Linked DNA regions of Mus musculus: region 1 is linked to region 2. The links are chromatin contacts, called in public HiChIP or PLAC-seq maps. All regions are on one chromosome and are shown on one strand. Each heading gives the region's core, a stretch centred on a gene start, on an enhancer-like site or on the middle of the called end of the contact. The rest is flanking DNA. Distances are from core to core; before and after follow the strand shown. Region 1 overlaps Gm11266 (predicted gene 11266). Region 2 has its middle 160 kb from the start of Gm11264.

Region 1 (7,751 bases), core at 2,834-5,333, 320 kb after region 2:
AGAGACACAGAGTCACACAGAGAAAGAGAGAAAGGGATTTGGGAGGGGGTGGTAGGGTGGGAGTGGGGTGAGAGAGAAGGTCTCTAGCCAAATGGGGAGACTTGGCAGGTGGACAGGAGCAGCCGGCCAGGCCTTAGCTGTGCTTGCTTGCTGCGTCTAGTCTATTGTCGTCTCAGAGGGGGGAGGGGATTGTTTGTTTGTTTTGTTGTTTGGCCTCTTTGTCTCTTTTGTTCCAAGCAGTTAGTTTGCTTCTTTCCCAGACACTGGGCTGATGGAAAACCTTTATGGATTTTTCTTAAAGGGACAGGATCAGCAAGCACACCCATTTCTCATTCCCACACAGTTCCTACCCAAATAGTTCTAGTTTTCTGTTTTCCTTCCTCCCTCCCTCCCTCCCTTCCTCCCTTCCTTCCTTCCTTCCTTCCTTCCTTCCTTCCTTCTTTCCTTCCTTCCTTGCCTCCTCCTCCTCCTCCTCCTCCTCCTCCTCCTCCTCCTCCTTCTTCTTCTTCTTCTTCTTCTTTTTTGATCCTATTTTTAATGGAGAGTCAGTGTTTGTGCTATTTTATGCCGGATTAACAAGAATAAGTTGGTCAATTTCTTGGTACCCACTAAGCCTCCCCCCTCCATGGTTGCTAGGACATGAGGGGATGAAGGGGGAGACAAAAACAGGAGCACCCTATACACAAGCATAAACTGAAAACCACAACCATCTCTTGCTCCCTTTCCCTCTTAATCCAGGCCTGAGGGTTAGAGGTACACATGGAAGGACCTCACTGAGCAGAGTATGGGCTTTGAAGGGAGAGGTTGCTGGGCACCCTCTCAGCCCAGCTTCCTCTTTCCAAGCCCCCAGATGTTAAGCAGACCACCTCTAGGGGTTCTGAAAGTCTGCCTTGAGTCTCTCTCTGGCCTGGCAGCTCTAACCATCAACACACAGGCCAGAGGTGACTGACTCATTGAAAAGCAAAGAAACCAAACTCAATGGAGGGCTACCTTTAATAGAGAAATAGACACCCCTCATGTCTGACTCCCCACTGGAAAGAACTGTAGACCCCTGCCCTGTCTGACAATAATTCAAACAGGTTTGAGTATAGAGGAGATAGGGTCTGCAAAAGATGACCAAGTCTCCGCCCCCTGTGCTCTCAGTCTTCCTCTCTGGTTCTCCCTTGAGGGATCCAGTCAGCTTTTAGAAAATTTTTTAATCAATCTTTCTTTCCTTTACCTGCCTTAACATCTTCCTAGAAGTGCTGGCTTCTGCCTGTGGATTTGGAGGCAGAGGTTTGCCCTACAAGGGCTAGGTGTTCCTTCCTCCCATCTTAGGAGAGTTGGGGACTTAAGAGACAAGGTCTATGGACCCTTCAAACTTGAGGATAGCCCAGGTACCTCAATTTTTCTCTTCTTAATGCCCTCCCTTGGAAAGGCTTATTGCAAAGCTAGAGCAGAAGTTACCTGTTTTGTTTTGAGGGTCCAGAAAACCACTCCACCATGTAACCTACAATGGAGCTTTCTCTAAAAGGGTTTTGGCTGCAATGTTGACCAACAGTCCTGGCTTGGCCTTAGTGTTGGAACTCTCACCTGCTAAAGGAGTGGGTGTGAGGTAAGTTCCTGGCAGTCTGCATTTGAATCAGGCTTGTGCAAAGTTTGCAGTTCAGAGCCCAGCTGGAAGCCCGTAGCTAAAGGCATGCAAGTTAGAAAGAGAGCCTGCAAAATGGGGTGGGAATAATAGCCACTGGTTCTCTGCGAGTCCATATAGTTTCAAATTCACTATCACATAGTTGACAGGCAGCCATCTAACCCTGAACAAAAATAGAAAACTAATTCTGCTACCCCAGACACTAATCCACCCAGCAACACATTTGTCCCCAGGATGTGATTCTGTCCAGACATCTTCTGTGACTGAGGATAGGAGTCTGTCTGCCATGTGGGAGAATCAAGGCTAAGTGGGTGCCATGACCAAGTTCTATTTCCCTTCCAATAATGTCCTGGTGTTTAGGAAAGCCAGCCCAGGGTCCTTGGACCCAAGAGTAGGAAGCCATGCAGACTTGGGTAGATTTCATTCCATTCCCCACAGGCATCCCAGAAGCCCACAAGAGATCTAGTTTCTCTGGTACTTTCCCCTGGGCTTCTTGGCTTGGAAGTTTACTACCTCAGGGTAGTAAATTTGGACCCCTCAAATATTAAACTTCACCAGTCCTAGACAAAATAACACATTAAGTCACCAATCAAGTGAGTTGAGGTCTTATCTGTTCAAAGTCACTTATTTAGGTTCAGATAGCTGGGTTGGGCAACCCCAAGGGAGTGAACTTGTTCACCTCCAGTTCTCCTGTGTGCCAAGTGCTCGAGACAGTGATAGAACATGGTGTGTTGTCTACCTCCTAAATACTCATGTCTGCCTTGTGCATAGCTCCGAGCTCTGTGTGTGTGTGTGTGTGTGTAAAAAAGTGGGGTACCCCAGGAAGATGAAGCTAGGCCAGGGAGCTAGTCAGGGATTTCCCAGGTCTCCATGGAGGGACAACATGCCCTGCTCCAAGAGTCTATCTTCCAAGCTCCTGACTGGAAAACTGGGAAGCTGTACTCCAGGCTCAGCAGGGTGGAACCTTAAACAAAATTAAAGCAAGGCAAAATAAATTTGAAACCCAACCTACAAGTCCAAGGGTCCCTGCTATAAGCGAGATGGGGGTGGAGAGGGCAGAATGCAAGGGCCTCACAGAGGGGCCAGCGAAGAAAAGAACTTCCTAGACAGCCAGAACCAGTCTGTGCCTTTCAGAGACTCCTGCTCTTCTGCCGGCAAGGTTTGGACTGGGGAAAGGTGAAGGTGGCTGGTGGGTGAGAGGAGAATAGGAGAAGGGGGTAAGGGTGGCTACTTTACTCTCCCTGTCAGAGCTAGCTGAGGCCAACTTTAAGGGGTCAAGGTACCAGAAAACTGCAAGTTTAGATAGCTTGTCCAGTGACAGAGGCTTTGAATTTGCCACAGTCTCTAGATAGGATGTGAAGCTGGGAAGAAGGGAGAGAGAGATTTTTTGGAACACTGGAAACAGGGCCAGACCTTGATACCCTTAAAAATCAAAGAGCCCAAGGTCACATCTGCCCACAGCTCTTGACGTAGGGGCTGGTGACAGTGGGGAGCCTGAACTGGTTCCTAAAGAGAGAGGTAGGGTAAGACCAGGATTCCTGGCTGAGATGGCAAAAGGTACCACTAAGCAAGGGCTCAGAGAAGGAGCAGGGGAAAGCCTGTCTCCCAAGACAGTTTTAGATCGTCCCTCCCGAGGGGCCCAGTCCCCGGTCTCCTCCACCCTTCGAGGGTGGCACACGCGGGAATCTTTGGGCCATTGCTAGCGGTTTCCTGACTTTGCGTCGGGTCATTGCGCACCACGTGCATCAATGGCCCCAGGGGAAGAATTTCGGCTAGCACTCCCTGGAGAAGAGGACTATGCTGGCCCCAGATTGTACAAGCGGGCCACCAACTTCTCCCTGAGCTTCCATAAGGAGTCATGAATCGCAGTGCACGCGAGGCTCGCGGGTTCCATGCTCGCCCTGGCACATCGCTCTCCCTCACTGTTCAGCGCACCAACAGAACCGGGACTGCAATTCTGTTCCAAGCCAGCGCAGCTCACCCTCCTTGTCCAAGGCTAGGGCATTTTGAGGAAGGATCTTCCCAAAGGAACCCATCTCTCTAAAGCGGGAGTAGGGTTCTTTAGTAACTCTCTGGGGGTGGGAGGTAAATCAAATTGCCTGTGGGCTTGCAGCTGGAAGCCAGCTATTTAGGCTCGCTGAGCCTCGTTCCTAACGGATCAGCTCTTTCGATGTTTGGGGATAAGTTGAAGACTGAAGAGAAAACATGATTATCTTAAGTAACTCGCACATCGCCGTTTTCGTCCCCGACTAAAAGTCTGTGTCTTGGGCCAGTTTCGCGATGCCCACGCAAGGCCCAGACTTTAATATTTAAACCAGGCCAGGTGAAACTACCTGTTGGGGTACACTGCAGTCTATAAATCTGATCCTCCTCTCCTTACACAGTTTTGGGGAGAGCTGGAACTGTTCTGGGGGTGTTCAGAGAAGGGACTTCAGCCGAAGGGCGAGCGGCAGTAGTAACAGAGTCTGGCGATGCCCGGGAACTGCACTAGCTCCTCGGCCTCGGTCTGCAGAAGCTAAAGACAGCCCCATGCAGCCGAATCTCGGCGCGATTCTCTATGATTCACTATGAAGCAGTGTGGAAGATTCTTGAGACCAGAGCGCGAGGGGACTCTCAAAAACAAAGAGCCGGGGGCAACTTGCTATGCTCCCGCCCCCCACGGTACACTCCAACCCTTAACGTTTCTCCCTATGCGGAAATTCACTCAACTTCTCCGAGGAGCAGGCGACGGATGCTCTCCTGCCACAGCCTGGGGGCTACCGGCAGCTTCTAGGCCACTTTGCTGGAAGAAAGTCATTGCCTCAAGGAGCAGACACACATTCTTAATCCAGCAGCCGCCGAAGAGCAGTTCACTTACCAGGACCTGATGAGCCCGTGGGGAGGATTTTTAGAAGCTGGGGACAGGCAGGCTCATGTGTCCTAGAACCTGTGGGAAAGACCATTGGGACTGAAGTTTCACTTGGAAAGTGCTGGGCGCAGCCCGGCTCTGGCGCACATTTTCCAGGCTTCCAGGCAGCCAAACTGCGGGAAGCTGCTGGAGGCACCTGGGGCTCAGGCTTTTCCATTGAGAGTTTCTGATGCGGGTTGCTAGTTGTTTATTTTTGTTTTTGTTTGTATGTGTGTGGCTTTTTTTTTTTTTTGGCAGCGAACCCCACTGAGCTTGGGGAGCACCAATATTTGGAATTGCCGTACCAAGGGTCTCATCAGAGGATCAGAGGAGATAAGCAACTTGGGGAACGCGGCGCATTTAGTTTTCTAAGGCCATGCGTTTTTTTATCCCCCACGGTCACTATTTATTTGGCTGCAAACGAAATGGGAATAGATATTAGGAAACTGGGGGGAAGAAAGCGGATAAGCCTTAAATTGTTGAGAGCGCTCCTTTTTACAGTGAAGACTATAGGACTACGTGGAATGGAGAGAAATTATTAGTGAGACTTCATCGCACAGGAATGGTGGAGGAGATTGAGCCACGGAACTAGAAGATGTCTCCGATCTGTTTTGCGCACCGCAGGTTCCCCACCCGCAGTTAATCATCCTGGCAATATTCGCTTGATCTGCCCGCAAGTAGCTTGTCTCCCCGTCCTTCCTGACACTTCCCTTCTCTGTTTACATCTTTCCATGCTGGGTCACCAGCCAGAGTTTTGGGCTTCCCGGACCTCTCGGGTGCCTTGGCAAAAACTCTTACAAACTTTTCGAGCGCACACTTGCGGGTGGGCTCTCTCCAAGCGGGTCTCTGGACTGCCAAGAGACCCTCTTCAGCCGAGAAGCCTGGAATAATTTTCAGCGCTCCGCTCCGAAGCCCCTGCTTTATTTCAGTTCAATGGGGGTGGGGAGGGGGCTCACAGACACAAGGATAATAAACAATGCTGCTTACTGAAGATACAAAGTGGGTACAGAAAAGAACCATGTAGAAAACCAAGAACGGAGACGTTTTTTTAACAAGTGGGTCAGACTCGGGGATGCCTTTGAAAAAGACTTGTAACGTAAAACCATTGGCGGTTCTCTAAAAGTACAGAATTACATGGAACAGGCGTTGTCAGAATGTGCTGGTTGGAGCGGTATTTATTTATTGGCTTTTGCCTCTGGAGACCAGCAGGAGCTGTTTATACCTGCCTACTCCTTGGTGCAAATCTTCTCCCTATCTCAAGGTCTCATTAAAAGGGTCTTCCAGGTGTCGGTATACTGTGCTACCGTTATTCTAGATGCCCTAAGAGCTGCAAGTAATGCTGGTAGTAGGGACTTTAGAGGAAGATGCAATTCTAACAGGCATTGCCCACATAATTCAAAGACAGGGAACTCTCTCTCCTTCCTTCCTTCCTTCCTTCCTTCCTTCCTTTCTTCCTTCCTTCCTTCCTTCCTTCACACACACACACACACACACACACACACACACACACACACACACACAGAGAGAGAGAGAGAGAGAGAGAGAGAGAGAGAGAGAGAGAGAGAGAGAGAGATTGAGATTGTGTTTTTGGTGCTGACTGTGACTGGGGATTAAGGGTTCCTTTTGGGTGTGGGTGAAACTGATTTCTACTCTGCCCAATGGCCTTGGGAAAGGGCTTCCCATCTGCTATAAACACCCCTCCTTACAATGTCAGAAAATCTGCCCACAAATATTGGCACCAAGCTGCCGTGACAGGCGGTGCTGCTTTAAATAGGAGGAAGGCAAACGACCCGGGCAGGCAAAAAGAAAGTCACAACCTTCCCAATGATCAGGCTACCTGCCTTCAGCCCCCTAAAGTCCAAAGGCAGAGACCTAGAAATTCTTCTTTCTAGAGGAGAGCAGAGTGTCTCAGCTGGATCCCAGACCTCTGTTCGATTTTAGAAACCATGTGTAGTACACATGCAGATGGGTCCCTGAAGACCAGTTGTTAAAGGGAAGCAAGGTAAGAGTCTGGTTTATCCTTAGCCACCTATCCCCCGTGTGCTTGTTCAGATAAAGGGGTCCAGTGGAAGAAATTTGAGAGGCGTTTAGCTCATCTCTTATGAGCAGTAGGTTCCTTTTGTTTTGTTTAAAGCCAGAGGGGAGCGTTTGATTAGGGAAGGTCTGCTGGGTTCAGTCCTGGATCCTAAGACAGGATTCACCCTAGGGAATTGAGGTGCTAGCTGTCACTTTTCCCTGGATGACCCAACCTTCAGTTATGCCCCTTCTGTTCCACTGAGGGCATTCTTCATCTCTGGAGATGGTTTGTGTGGATAGCTGCACCCATGAAACATCCGAAGGCCTTTCCCACCTCCCCTCAAAGATGATGACTTGTTTAAGGTCCAAGGCTCAGAAGTCATCAGCTCCCTAACATTCTGTACTTGTCCTGGAGACTGCTCCTTTGTCTCTGATTGGCCCCTCTCGGCACAGCCTGCAGGGCAGTTTCTCCTAGGAAGCATTCTATCTGCTAAGCCCAAGCTTGAGAGGCAATCCTCCTGCAAAGTGTGGCTAAATTGTAGACAGCATCTCAGGAAATTTTGGGTGAGGAACAGATCATCTTGGCTTCCGCACAGTTTTCTAAACCCAACTCTGTATTGTCATTTTGAAGAAACTGAGGCACGGGGGGGGGTGGGGGTGGGGGGGAGGGGTAGGGGGCAGATTTGACCCAAGGATGTGGGAGGAGCTGAGAGCAGGGCCTGGAGCAGCCTCAGAACATCTTGAGTTTGGAGTTCATTTGCTCAATTTGAAGGAGGTACAGAAGCTGACAATGAGCTACTGTTTAGTGGGTATCAACTGTGTGCCAGAGCACGTGCCATCTAGACATGTTACATAAGTCATCTTCCTAGCAGCTCTGACGAGTCTCATTAGCCCCAGCAAAATGTAAAAGATATAATAGGAAGACAGGCATAAATCAAATTTCTTCAAGTAATATAAAAACATAAACTGAAAGTGAAAGCCTTCAGCTTCACTCTTCCTCCCAAAATACCACCTATAGTTTTCATCTCAGTGGCCGAGTATATACCTGACAAATGCTATCATCTTTCTATGAGTCGAAGAGAAATGCTCTCAAGTAAACACAACATGGCTGCCTGTCTCCAGGCTCAGCCCTTCCCATTGCTCTCTGTGAACTAATAAGATGTATGTGAAATTTGTGAGTGAAACATTGTGATCAAAAAAGTTACAAGACGAGAGTTG
Region 2 (7,356 bases), core at 147-2,646:
CTGCCTTTTCCTTTGACAATTGGACTTGTGTTATTTTCTTTAAAATTACTTTCTCCTCAAATATTACCCCAGATGGACTTCTCCTCAACTTAACTAGTAGCTTTAGCTACCACCAGAGATTTGCCTGCAGCGGCTACAGGGACTGAATCATACCTAGGGATCCTGTGAATTAAGTTAAACCAGACCCAGTGTCTTTAGAATAGGTTCTCTTTGCGCCCAGATGTGACATTGGAAGGGATTAAGGCAGAGTTCAACTCCTCCAATTTCAAGAAACAGAACAAGGTTTCCAGATGCCCTTATGGGGATGATGAAGAGGTCAGTTGTGTGGCTGTCCAGGACTTCTGCTCTTTCTTCATTTTCTGACTTTGTCTCTCTCTGTGTGTGTGTCTCTGTCTCTCTCTCTGTGTCTCTGTCTCTCTTTCTGTCTCTCTCTGTGTGTCCTTGTCTCTCTGTCTCTGTCTCTCTGTCTCTGTCTTTCTCTCTCTCTCTCTCTCTCTCTCTCTCTCTCTCTCTCTCTCACACACACACACACACACACACATCTGTGCAATCTCCCGAGGCTAAGATATGGGAACTCTGGAAGGCAAGCAATGCCTTTCCTGTTTTCCTCTTCTGTCTCCAAACTGCACATAGGAAAATACTCCAGCATCACTCTGACTGTAACATAATCCAGGCAAAATGCAGAATCAGCGAGACACCACATCCTTAACTTGATCTCATTGAATCTCCTTAAAACAAAGTGCAAAAGGAAAGGACAGAGACAAATCATGGCCTAAGTAAGCCTTCAGGTTGGATTGGTCTGTCTTTCATCACTGTGGGTCCAGACTGCAGACACTGTCAGGCTGCTTTTGTTTCAAATTATCATTGGATGTATAAACAAGGCCTATCTCTTCTCAGCAGCTTGAGTGCTCATGCACGCGCGTGTGCGCGCACACAAACATACACACACACACCACACACACCACACACATCACACACATCACACACATCACACATATACTCCACGTTAATGCTGTCTGGCTTTCCCATTGCTCTGGCCTGACATAGACACAAAAGGTCTGAGGACAGACTGTATAACTTAAAGGGGAAATGCTTTATTTCCTATAATGAGAACATTCTACCATCTCTGCCCCTGGCTTTAGCATCTGAGACTTCAAAAAAAGAAAAAGAAAAACAACCTGACAAACAAAGGCCAAGGAAGCTAGGGCAGCTGCCTCTATAGGGTTAAACCAAGATCAAAATCAAATGGCACGCTGCGCCATGTCTTCTGCATGACTGATACTGCAATCGATCTGCAGCGGTTCATTTTCTCTCTGGAATCTCTGCCTACTGAGAACAAATACAAACACATGTGGAACCAATAGGAAGCAGACTAAGGGCTTTAAGAGTTCTGCACCAACCTGTGTCAGAAAGCGCTCACTTTGCAGATGGGGCAATTAATAAAAGGGTCCGATAGCATGACTGCATCAAGGTGCCTTGAAGTGTTAACAATCCTCTTTTGTCTTCCTCCTGGAGAGCACAGATGGATTCCAGTGTAGAATAAGCATGGCATTGTGTGCTGACGCACCACTGAATGGTGTCTCAGTAGGAACGGGGCCCAGGTGTCCTATGTGTCCCTTGGTACTGGTTCTTTCTCCCTACCAGCGTTTTAAGTGCTAGCGTGACCATTTATCAGTGGGGAATTAAACTTTATAAGTAAATCCACATTTCCAAAATACATGAAACGGAAAGATTTCCCATCTAACTATTGGCAGTTTATGCACACACCACGCTACTGACAAGTCACAAGTGTCTGATTTCTATTCTTCAGCGGGCATTGAAGGTTTATTAAAGTCATTCAAGGCTTCTCTCGGAACAAGTGTTATTTTATTCTTTGAAGATGGAGAAAATGAGGGTCACAATTATCTAACAGGGTACATGGGCCTGTTGCCTGTGGGGACCCTGGAGTCATGTTTTAGTTTCCAGCTGGAACTGTTGAATTCGGTCTCAGTTTCTCATCCTGTCTTCCTGGCCCTTTCTGCCAGGTCAAAGAGGCAGGATTCACTCTTGGTCCTCTCAGCACTAGGCTCAGAGAATAAGATGTTTCTGTCACTCTCCTGGAACCTGCATGAAGCCAAGTGATCACTGTCCAGACCAAGTATCACTAAGATTTAGTTAAATAACCCATTGCTCAGGACTTTTTCCTACACACAATCCAAAAACATGCCTAGGAAAGCACACATGAAACATCCCACTGTGGACTCCTCAATCTTTGTGAATCTGAGGTAGACCCCAGTAGACCACCACTGTCCACCTTCATTCACCCTTCAGAAGAACAGGCATTAAACACAAGCATATGAGAAGAAAACTTGCCCTGTTGCCCTACCAGAGACTACTGAGTCCCTCAGGCTGTTTGTGCCTGTTGTCTTGTGACATTATGGAGTAGTTTTCCTGTGTGGGCTGATGGCTAAGCAATGACTTCATTTCGATAAAAGTTAGGATCAAAAGATTTCCTCAAATTCCACACTCTTTGGGCTTTAATTCTTAACAGCCCCAAACTCCTGTTTAAGTTGAATTACATTTTGAAGCTGAGGAGAAAGTTCTAGTTCAAACTCTCAGCCAGCGCCTCGGCTTGCTGAGATAGCTTAGTGGACTGCCTCAGAAATTCAACCCCTAGCTCTTCCTGGCTTTTGCTCCATCACTGCCTTTTCGTATGAGAATATCAGAGGATGATTCAGCAATACGCACCAAACCTACTGCTTCCCCACATTCCTCATTGACAGAGACCCTGCTCCTACTTGACTATTAGGTTTCCTTAACCGAGGCAGGACCAGGCAGAATGCTGTTTGTTTGTTCGTTTGTTTGCCTTGTTTTGTTTTGTTTTGTTTTCAACGTATGTATCATTTGGCAAAATCATCCCTCCTTCCCTCCCTCCCTCCCTCCCTTCCTTCCTCCTTCTCCTCCTCCTCCTTCTTCCTCCTCTCCGTCTCCCTCCCCCTCCCCCTCTTCCCTTCCCCTCCCCTCTCCCTCCTCCTCTTCCCTCCCCCTCCCCCTCTCTGTCTCAAGTTGTCCTAAGCTAGAGTTATCTAACAGAGAAGAAGATTCTCATTTAATAAAATGTAGGGAAATCTGGGGGGGGGGGGATTTTTCTTTCCAATGATTGCTGTGAGAAAACCTAGCCCACTGAGGGTAGTACCAGTGCAGGTTAATCCTGGGTTATATAAGAGAGGAGGCTGAGAAAGCCATGGAGAATAAACAAGTAAACAGTGTTTCTCATGGTCTCTGCTCCAGTTCCTGTCTTCAAGTTCCTGCCTTGTGTTTATGCCCAGACCTCCCTTCATGATGGACCATAAGCTATGGGCTGGTTTGAATAAGAATGGCACCTACAGGCCATTGAATGCTTCACCACCAGAGAGTGGAACTCTTTGATAGAATTAGAGGAATTTGGAAGTGTGGTCCTCCACACTTGAAGGAAGTGTGTCACTAGGGTAGGGCTTTGAGGTTTCAGGCTCTGTCTCATGCTTTCTCTGCCTATGGATCAGGATATAGCTCTCAGCTATTGCTCCAGCTGCCTTGCTCACTGCTATGATGATAATGGACTAAATCTCTGAAACTCTAAGCAAGCCCCAATTAAATGCTTTCTCTTAAAAGAGTTTCATTGGTCATGGTGTCTATTCACAGGAATAGAACACTGACTAAGACAAGTCATAAGTTAACCTCCCCCCTCCCCCAGTTGCTTTTGGTCATGGAGTTCATCATAGCAACAGAAAACAAGCTAGGGTCTCTGAATCTGCCACCTTCAGTTGCTGGATAGTCTTTTTCATGACAATTGGGCTAGTAACAAGTTTATGAGTATAACAGATTATCATTAGGAATCCTACCATTAACTCTGCTTTCTTTGTCGGTTTGTCAGTCATGTTTGGTTCTATCCTGGGTCTCTGGGCTGTCTCCCTTTGATTCATAGCCATCCAGACAGTGAAAAGCCTGGGCTCTCACTTATGGTGTGGGCTTCAAATTAGACAATCATTGGTTGGACACTCCCACAAGTTCTGCAACACCACTACCCCAGCACTTGCAGAGACCCCCAGTCAAACACTAGGCAAAGGCAGGGCAACTGCACAGAAGAGAGGAGGATCGTAGGAGACAGAGGTGTCAAGGACACCATGAGAACACATCCCACAAAATCAACTATACAGAACATGATCTTACAGAGACTGAAGTGACAAACATGGACCCTATATGTGTCTGAGCTAAATCCTCTACATATATTGTATATGTAGTATATACTGTATGATTGTGTAGCTTGCTGTTTTTGTGGAACTCCAAACATTGGGAGCAGAGGTTGTCTCTGACTCCTTTGCCTGTGTTTGGAATATACTCATACTGGGTTTTTTGTCCACCCTTGATATAAGGGGTTGTGTCTGGTCTTATTGTAACTTGTTAGGCCATGTTTGTTAGATATGAGAGGGAGGCCTGCTCTTTATTTTATTTATATTTCTTGAAGGAAAGTGGGACAATGAAGGAATGGATCTGGAGGGAAGGGAAGTAGGGGGTGTCCAGGAGGAGTGGAGAGGGGAGAGTGAGATCAGGATGTAATCTATGAGAAAAGAATTTTTAAAAAGACCATTATTCATGTCCTCTAATGAAGTCCCCTCCTTGAAATTCAGGAAATCTAAACACACTAATTTCAGAGTGTTAGAGAAAAGGTATGCAAATTTTCTTATCAAGTCCCTGGGAGAGACAAAGGAAACATGTTTGCACCCCACTTCCTTTTTAGACCAACACATTTTTTTTATTATGAAAGAAAATTGTCATGGATGTGCAGTAGGTATGAGATGCTAAGGATGCTGATTTATTATCTTTATGTATTATATGTTCTCCACATCCATGTTCAGTCACTCTTGGTCATTGTGTGGGTTTGTCAAGGTGGCAGCTCTGAGGGTGGAGACAGGATTGGTGGACTTCATGATAACCACAACCACAGTACTTCCTTTGCTGAAAAAAATGATGTTTGATATTTCCTGGAATTCTTTGGTGCTGTGCCATGAGCTCTCATGGTGACAAAGACCTTGCCTAAATCAAATTCATAATTATGTGATGATTCCAGTCACAATGAATAGTTGTTGCTTATGAAATGGAAGGGTTTCTAAGTAAACACCTTGCTGCTACACAGTAACTGATTAGCTCAGACAAAGGCACCATATCAGCACTGAGCACCGGCCGGTGTTGCAGACATGTTGGATATTAGCTGTAGCTTCCTGGAGAAGAAGGCATCCATGCTACTGGATCTATGAAAAGCCTCTTCCATGCCAACACACCTATACCATTGATGGCTCTATTGTAGCATTGATGCCTCTGTTGTGCTAATGTTCGAATTGCTAGTGAGATGTCAGTTAGCAAATCTTTGCACCTGTTTAGATTTTTGTGGCCTTTCTCTTGTTAGATATTATCTGAAAGTCCTAACAGGAGACACAAAGGTGTCCATTGTTTCTCCTCCCTCTCCTAAGTCTGTATGTGTAACCTTTCTCAGACCAGTTCATGTCACATTTTCTCATGTTTCTTCTCCTATCCTGTGGTCAACTAACAAGCCATTCACAACTTACGAGTCTATTTGGGTCTTTTTCCCCTGAATGACTTCTATTCACACATAAAGTGCTTTTAGAGGCACAGTGTTGGAATCTCTGCTCATTGGAAGGATTTCATCTGGCTTTTGCCTTATTGAAGTCACCCCATATGGAAACTATACTGAAGTTATAGTCCTTGCCTTGACTCCTGCCCACATATTGAGTTGATCCATACATGAACCAAGATTAATCTTTTCCTTTGCTTTCAGTTTTTGTTGGACATTTGTCATTTCTTTCAGGGTTTCAGGTCCAAAAACTATCTCAGACTAGAGACTGGACTGTAGGCTGGCTGCATTTAGCTTTCTGATTTTCTGTCTTTGCTGTGTCTTGATTTTGTAGACTTAGTAACACCCTTACCCATCTCTTTTTCCCACATGGATACTGTATCCTCTTCATTATCCCACAACTCCCCAGCCAGCCTGGCATTCCAAGATTGCCATTATTTAATGTAAAAAGACAATGCTTCTGATGTCTTCTGTTACCTCAGCCTCTACTTCTGGAATATCCTCACCCTTAATGGACCAGATGCTCTTTTCTAACTGTATTACTTACCTTCATAGTATATTGAGTTTTTCAGTGATAGTCACCAGCATATTCCCAAACACTGAAGGAGATATAGGTACCAGACACTCCTGATAAATAAATGTATTCAGGTGGCAGTTGCCACAGCCATATCCAATGTTTTCGCTTCCATTTTACTACTTCTTGGAGCTTTTAGATCATGTTTGCAGTGTCTGTGTGAGGTACGGGAAGCAAGCATTGATGGAAGGAAAGGCCACTAGAGAAGTTGAAGCAGAGACCTCAGAAGCTCTTACCGGTAGCTTTGAAATGAAATGAACTTTCAAAACTACCTACCTCTGGCTACAGGCAATTCCCCAAAGCAGTTTCAGCTGAGACCCTACAGCCTTAAATGCTGTTGGCTGCTGCTTGAATCCCACAGGGAGAGACCACACATCGCATCGCATCGCTATATGCTGTGCCTTGAGATGATGCTTACATCACACCAAAATCCTCATCTCAGCATTGAACTTGCTGCTTTCCCATCTCAGATCTTCTGTATGTGGCTAACACCTAGTTAGTTTTCAAGAGAACTCAAATAATGTCTCTTCTTTCTTCCTTAACACTCCCTTCGTCTCTTTTGCTTTCTTAATTCTTTTTTTCTCCCACAATTATCTTTGTCATCATTACTTTGGAGTTGTTATAGAAAACCTCATTCAAAAGTAACCTCCTTGAGGGGAGGGACCATGGCTTATCCTCTGTCACACCCATGATGGGGATATGTTGCCTGGCATATAATAGGCACTCATCCAATGTGATTTATTAAATGTGTGAGTGAGTAAATGAATGACTGAATAAATTAATGAATGCTCACATACGCTCTCATTTTATTTCCAAAAGGCATCAGAGCCAGCCAAGTTTAAAAAAAAAAAAAAAAAAAACCCTGCAGCTTATGGAGTAGCAGCTCAAAATATGTAAAACCTGGCAGAAATACTTGTCTCTCTGTATGGAGTAGTACACTATTGGGGTATAAATATGGGTCTTGGAAAAACCCTCATCTCAAGCAACGAATACCCAGATTGGTGACAGCAGGGTGTCTTCTCACAAGGACCAGAGATCCCAGCCAATAGCACTTCAAGAATGTGCAAGCAAAGAGTTAACAGTCTCACAGCTGTCTTTCATTGGAGGTGTTAATGAGGTGACAGGGGGGAGATTTTAAAATGAAATCGCCTTCAGTTGTTCCATTTAAATTCCA

What was found. HiChIP or PLAC-seq counts read pairs in DNA pulled down with a chosen protein or histone mark.
Region 1: a contact with region 2 is called in an H3K4me3 HiChIP or PLAC-seq map of craniofacial prominence, with 4 times the contacts expected there. The contact joins two enhancer-like sites. A contact is called at or near these places in 1 of 484 Hi-C or Micro-C datasets (nephron progenitors), 2 of 115 datasets of contacts at active chromatin or transcription factors (craniofacial prominence and embryonic stem cells) and 1 of 9 other capture datasets (embryonic stem cells).

The regions. Positions count from the first base shown.
Region 1 is chr4:82,533,313-82,541,063 of GRCm38.p6, forward strand. The region is part of intron 1 of Gm11266 (predicted gene 11266); the gene reads left to right. Among named protein-coding and RNA genes, the nearest start is that of Gm11266, 29 kb to the left of the region's middle. Within about 2 kb of position 4,084, at least 60 of the 459 cell types and tissues checked have an H3K27ac peak or open chromatin away from gene starts, as enhancers often do. A contact at or near this core is called in craniofacial prominence, where this site is marked.
Region 2 is chr4:82,219,510-82,226,865 of GRCm38.p6, forward strand. No RefSeq gene overlaps it. Among named protein-coding and RNA genes, the nearest start is that of Gm11264, 160 kb to the left of the region's middle. Within about 2 kb of position 1,397, at least 24 of the 459 cell types and tissues checked have an H3K27ac peak or open chromatin away from gene starts, as enhancers often do. A contact at or near this core is called in craniofacial prominence, where this site is marked.